Linked DNA regions of Mus musculus: region 1 is linked to region 2. Evidence: chromatin contacts called from public Hi-C data. All regions are on one chromosome and are shown on one strand. Each heading gives the region's core, a stretch centred on a gene start, on an enhancer-like site or on the middle of the called end of the contact. The rest is flanking DNA. Distances are from core to core; before and after follow the strand shown.

The links. A called contact is a pair of places that touch in the nucleus more often than the background predicts.
Region 1: a contact with region 2 is called in a Hi-C map of neural progenitor cells, with 2.2 times the contacts expected there. The contact joins two enhancer-like sites. A contact is called at or near these places in 2 of 484 Hi-C or Micro-C datasets (the N1E-115 cell line and neural progenitor cells) and 1 of 115 datasets of contacts at active chromatin or transcription factors (VIP interneurons).

Annotation. Positions count from the first base shown.
Region 1 is chr12:29,616,564-29,619,640 of GRCm38.p6, reverse strand. All of the region lies in intron 2 of Myt1l (myelin transcription factor 1-like), which reads right to left. Among named protein-coding and RNA genes, the nearest start is that of C630031E19Rik, 68 kb to the left of the region's middle. Within about 2 kb of position 1,715, at least 3 of the 459 cell types and tissues checked have an H3K27ac peak or open chromatin away from gene starts, as enhancers often do. A contact at or near this core is called in neural progenitor cells, where this site is marked.
Region 2 is chr12:29,136,251-29,139,281 of GRCm38.p6, reverse strand. No RefSeq gene overlaps it. Among named protein-coding and RNA genes, the nearest start is that of Gm31333, 4.2 kb to the left of the region's middle. Within about 2 kb of position 1,496, at least 70 of the 459 cell types and tissues checked have an H3K27ac peak or open chromatin away from gene starts, as enhancers often do. A contact at or near this core is called in neural progenitor cells, where this site is marked.

The DNA.
Region 1 (3,077 bases), core at 466-2,965, 480 kb before region 2:
ATGGAAGAAATAAACTAACCAAGCATCATGTGTAGAATTGATAGAAATTTATTAATTCATGTAAATTAATAGAAATACTGATGCCTGGTCCTGGCCCTATAGCTTGTAAGCCGTAAGGCCGTTTAGGCCTTAGTAAAATAGGTCATCAGAGCTGACCTGGCAATTTTAATAGATATTCATGAGAATCAGTGATCTAGGCTGAACTGCCCTTTTATGGATGAGAATATTGAGGCTACTGCTCATTCAATACTTAAATGACAACTCCTACTGCTAATTGGTAAATGATGCCATAGATCAGAGTTACACATGGGTGGAAATACCTGCAATGAGAGTTAGAAAAGGTCTCACAAATATACAAGATAAAATGCTATACACCACAGGACTGAAAGATTGGCTCAAAGAGAAGGGTAGGTTTGCCTTCATAGAATCACACTCTATTTAATTGGTTTACTGAGGAAGAAGTAGACTTAGAAAGGTTAAGCAGTGGGAGGGGATCAGGACAAGGAGATCTTGACTACACCATCCCTGATCATGAGGTAGCGTGGGTTGGCTTTATCATAACGTGCTCGTCTATCCTTGGGAAAGCAAATATGCTTTTTGATAGGAAATATTTGCAAATGTCAACTTCTAAAGATAAGAGTCTTAAGACTGTCTGTATCACAAGACTGAGACAAAGACTTCCTCTTGTCCCCTCTACCTGTGAAGCAAAGCTCAGAAATCTCCCATACAGTTACGGCAGACTACTGACTGCAGTTACGTTACTAAATACAAACAACCTGGCTAGCTCAAGAATAATGACGGCCTATGAGCTTTTCTCAGCATTCATTCACCGAGCCAGAGGAAGGTGGTAGAGTCCTCAGCACGGTTTCGAAGAGGCTGTGCAGGACAGAGCCGTCTCCTCTGGTCCTGCAGCTCCTAGGATCCAGGGAGAGATGTGCTTTGCTTTCGATTGTTGAACAACAGATGTTGTTGGTTCAGTAGTTACGCATTGTGAGTGGGCAGGGTGGGCCCTTGCTTATACCTTGACCTTCTTTATTTCTAGCATCTATAGTGTTGTCTGACTCACTGGTCCTTTTCTTTCTAAAACACCCCATTGTCTTCTCGTCCGGGAACTAGCTGGCAGAGACAGTCACTTGCACGTCACTTCCTTGTGTGTAGAAAGGGAAGGTGCACACAAGTTTCTTGGCTTCTTCTGGAGAAGGTGAAGCATACCAAGGCCCATTGGGAGGGACCTCGGAAACCAAACCACTGACAAAAGCTCAGAGTGCCCTTAGTTTTACTCTCAACTCAAACATAGAGCTTGGGGAGTTGGGAGAGGGAGGTGACTAAGTAGGAAAGCATCCTATTGTTTCCTTGGATGTATACCTTCATTTTGACAAAACCAGGACCTCTGTGTTGAACTCAGATGTTTACAGAGTGTTTCTACATAAATGGCATTTGATCGCGGTGAAAATTTCATGAGCTATCTTTATAATCAATTTAAATACATGATACAGACTGATCTGGTGTGTCCATGGCTTCCTGAGACCATAGAGTTCCTATAACAAATTAGTTTAGTTCTTGAAACCAATAGTCATTTATTATCTGCCAACACTGGAGGGCAAAAGTCCAAAATAATGGAAGTGTTGGCAAGACTGCCTTCCTGTGAAGACTCAGAAGAGAGTCTCTACCCTTGCCTTTCCACACTGTGGGGGCCACTAGCATCCTTGGCTCCTGGCCTGGTTGGCAGACCACTTCAATTTGTTTCCATGACTACAGATCTCCTTCTTTGAAAATATCCCTCCATTGGGTATCCCCTTCAATCTAAGACATCATTCCCATCTCTGCATTCTTAACAATATCATACCCACAAATTCCTCTATCATGTAGCTGGCATGTTTTCCTGGTCAAGTACTCCAGCATGGACAACACTCCATTAGCAATATCATATAAATTATGTATGGTGGAAATAAGCCTTCCCAGACTGCATCTTTCTACTATATAGTGAGACATTATCAGAAGAGGAAGTTCTGAAATTCTAAAATGCTTGAGAAAGTAAAGTAGCCCTTGGTACATATTTAGAAAGTTCTCATATTTAGAAAACTTGACCTGGTTGATATAGGAAATATCACCTAGCATATCAACATGGGGCACATCAACAGTTGAATGTAGCAGGTTAGACCAAGAAGAACCTGATCTATATGAGTGATCTGAAGCCAAGTGGTTTGAATAGTACCTGACCATGATCACACCAGATAAGAGAGGGACAAAATGAACTGAAATTTCAAAAACCTCTGACTTTGAAGCAGAGGGGTGTTGGATTGGATTTAACAGCTATACAACACCATTGCAATGGGTCTCACCTGTTATCAGAGACCCTGCCCTTCCCACCATCTCCAGAAATCCAGGAGAAGTTGCCCCAGTCCTTTCAAGTTCATTTTTTCAGCCTCCAGCATCATTAAATTTATCATTTAACAACCTTCCAAGTACTGTCACTCCTAATTTGTGATTATCAATTGTCCTACTTTTATTTCCTGTGGAGGAAATAAAAATAAATTAAATAAATTAAAATTCCTATAAAAAGAAGTACAGAAGAAGTCACCATATAATAGCTGATTTTCTTGTTTGGTACGATTTTTTTTTCTCTTTTTACAAGGCGAAAAATAAATCTTGGCTTCCAGCTAAGCCCCCTTTTCAGGGACAACAGGGATTTTGAAGTTTGTTCTTTCTGTTTACCTAATGAAATCTCAGTCACCTGCCAACAGGTAGCCCAGCAGAAGTCAACAGTATGGCATTCAGGTTGCTTTGTAAATTCAAAGTAGGTGTTTCTGTAGGGAGCTAGAGCAGAATAAACTCACCCTGACCTCACTTGGAATTCACTCAAGGATGAGGCTGTGCATCTTTCTATACTCGGATCTAGTACCACGTCTAGAATAGTGCACAATCCCCCAAATCCAATTCACACTAAAACACTTAGAAAAAAAAACAAACAAGAAAACGTCTTAATTCATTTTCCCTTCAATGCAAACTCTAGATCACCTGCAACGTAGCCTTTCTCCAGCCTCTTCTACCCTCCCTAAGGCCACCATAATCGCCTG
Region 2 (3,031 bases), core at 247-2,746:
CTTCCTTTTATTTCCCAGCCTACAGAGCATGAGATGCCTGTGTGAGTCACCTATGTGTCCTGCAACAGCAGCAATGACTGTATGCTACTTCCTGGGAAGATCCAAGATGTCTGCCCTCCCACAATGCTTTGCTTCCTAGGAATGAAGAGTCCCAAGCCCTGGCCCACATGGAAGCAGCTGGGATCTACATTTTGAATAGAACATATAGAATCTGTAGGTACATCAGGGTGAGAGAAATTTTAAGGCAACTTAAGTTCAGTGAAAACAGCCCTGAAGTTAGGCGTGTTCACACCAGTAATGGGTTATTGTAGAGCAGAGAACAAATCCCCTCTAGTTGAGGGGACAGGAGAGAAATGCATAAGCATGGACATCAAGTGTCTCTCTTTCCCAGAGAGAGGTACTTTATGATGCCTCAGACAGATCAGGAAGTTCAGTGGTCAGAGACAGGCCAAGGGGAAGAAGGCAGTTCTATCGCCAGACAGAGCCTTGAGCCTGAGTTTGGGGGGCAGGGACAGGTATATCCTGTGTGAATGCGGTGGAGGGGCAGCAGTATGCAGCACACTTTTGTGGTTGAAATACAAATACCTTGTCACCCCCTAGCACACAGAGAGGGGGTAACATAAGACAATTTTGATCCTGTAAAGGTCAAGGAGGAAGCCTGTGTAATGTGAAAAGAAGGCTGGAGCAGGATGAGGTGCTGAGGCTGAGTGAGAGGCTCAGTGGGAGCCTGGCAGGACTGAATGTGGGTCCTGGTCGGTTCATGTGGACCACACTGGAGTTGGTGGAGCACAGTGAAGGGAGCATGTGAGCATCATGGAGGGAGTCAGAGAGTGGCCTGAGAGGCCTCAGAGCAGGGCATTCATGAAGTTTATGGAGCTCTGTGCACAGGCTTTAAGCACCAGGTAGACGGATTCTAGCTGTACCAGAAGGAAGAGTCCTTACCTGGGACAGTTTGGAGAATGGATAAAATGTGGTTCCTAAAGTGTCACGGCGATGAGCAAAACCTGAAGCCTGGGACCTGGCTGTGGAAGACCAGAGGATGAGGTGCAGGTGCCACGGGCAGTGGTCGAGGCCTGGTGGAAAGGAGTTAGGCTTCCAGAGACCGAATACAGAAGCAGGGGAGAAAGTTGGGAATGGCCCAGGCTGCAGGTTTTGGGTGGTCTGTGAATCTCCACCAGGGTACAGCACAGAGGCCTTGGGGAGCAGTGGGTACAGCCTGGGAGATCTGAAGAGAAAACAGAGCTCTGGGCAAAGATGGAGCACTTACCAGGGAGAGGCCAAAACCACCCAGGGATTGGCACAGGGCGGAAAGGACATGAACAGACTCTGGGGGTTGGTGTCATCAATGGGGTAGGGTAACCTGCTAAGAGTGGTACCAGGGAGGCCAGGAAGCTGGGCCTTCCTCACCCAATCCCCTGAAAGATCACCTAGGAGTGAGTCAATGCGTCTCCCGCAAGCGACCTTGAATACTCCCTTTCTCTGCGCCGTGGCAAGCCAGCCTCCTCTCAGTTCTCACAGTGTCCTACTTTCCAGAGGTGTGGGCTTGGAGAGAACACCTGCAGAATCTGGAATGAATCAATGAATTAATATGCATGCTGCCTCTGGCCAGCAGCTGGGAGTCCCTCCCCAGCCAGAGAAGCTGGCCTCTGCTTAGGCTGTGCAGTCTCCAGTGTAGCCAGTCCAGCTGGCTGAAACGAGCCAAGCAGTCAAGCCTGCAGCCGACTATGCACACCAGTGCCAGGGCAGGCCATGAGTGGCACACCTCTAGGACTTCGGATGCACAGGACATTCCCAGTCCCACCTCCTGCTTTTTCTCTACAGCACCAGGAATATACACATGTGTGCATAGATGCACAAGCGATTCACGTGTGCAAAAGTACACGTACCATGCATACACCCAAATGTATAAAACCACATAAGGGCACATATGTGCATACATGTGTCCATGTGTTTACATAAACATACTCCACAGTCCATTGACTCCCTCAGGGATAAAGTGTCCCTCTCCCCCTTACCTCCTTTGCAACTTAGAAAACCTTCTGGCCTCATGCCTCCCCAGTGAGCACTCTCTGCACACAGGGACTTCCCAGCCCTGTCCTGCCTGCCATGGGCCGCTCTCCTGCCATCTGGTCACAGAGTCTGATAAGCATGGGCAAGCAGCCAATTTGGCCCCAGCTCTGCTTGTAGGCTGGACTGGCAGATAAATTGGTTGTGGAGGGGAGCAAGGAGGGGGAGTAGGGGGGTCTATGGGGGGGCGTGTGGGCAGAGGAAGGATTTTAGATTCTCTCTCTGCTAAGCCATGCACCAGCTTTCCAAGCTCATTGCAGTGCCGTGAAGCTGACAGAGTGCCAGCCGGGAGCAGGCAGATGGTGCTGGGCGGGTGTGGGCCAAGTGGGAATGGGCAAGGACCTTGTCAGAATAGACATAGGGCAGCAGCCCCATCCTACCCTACCCTAACCTTGCCCCCACCCCTGCCCCCACCCCTACCCCCACCTCCACTCCCACCCCCAAGAAAGCTGTGGTCTGCTAACCTCACTACCTATACAGGATGCTCCAATTCATTCTGGTTTATGCCTGTCCTGAGAGGCACTGACCTAAGAACTTGGAGTTGCTCAAGAAAAGACTTGGTTATGGCCTGATGTCAGCTCTTGCACAGAGCAGTTATGACACTGGTGTGACCTTTGAGATCTCTAGAGATAAACCTTGAAAACCACAAGATTTAGACATTAATACACACACATTTCTGGGCCCAGGCTGCAGGGGTGTCTTCTGGGAAGAGGAATGAGGGCTCTGTGACAGGGGTTACTTAAGTCAGAGTCTAGTAAAAAGTACCTGCTTCTCACACCGCAGACTGAGTCCCATCATTCCCTGTTGATCGTATAAGCATTTTCTTGAAGTCCCACAATGAGTCAACCCCTGTAAGACAGGCAACAGACCTACATGGAGCCACCTGACAGTGGCCAGCTAGAACCCCCACATACAGAACAAGACCCAAAGAATAAGTGAGAAGATGGCTGTGCCCACTGTGAAC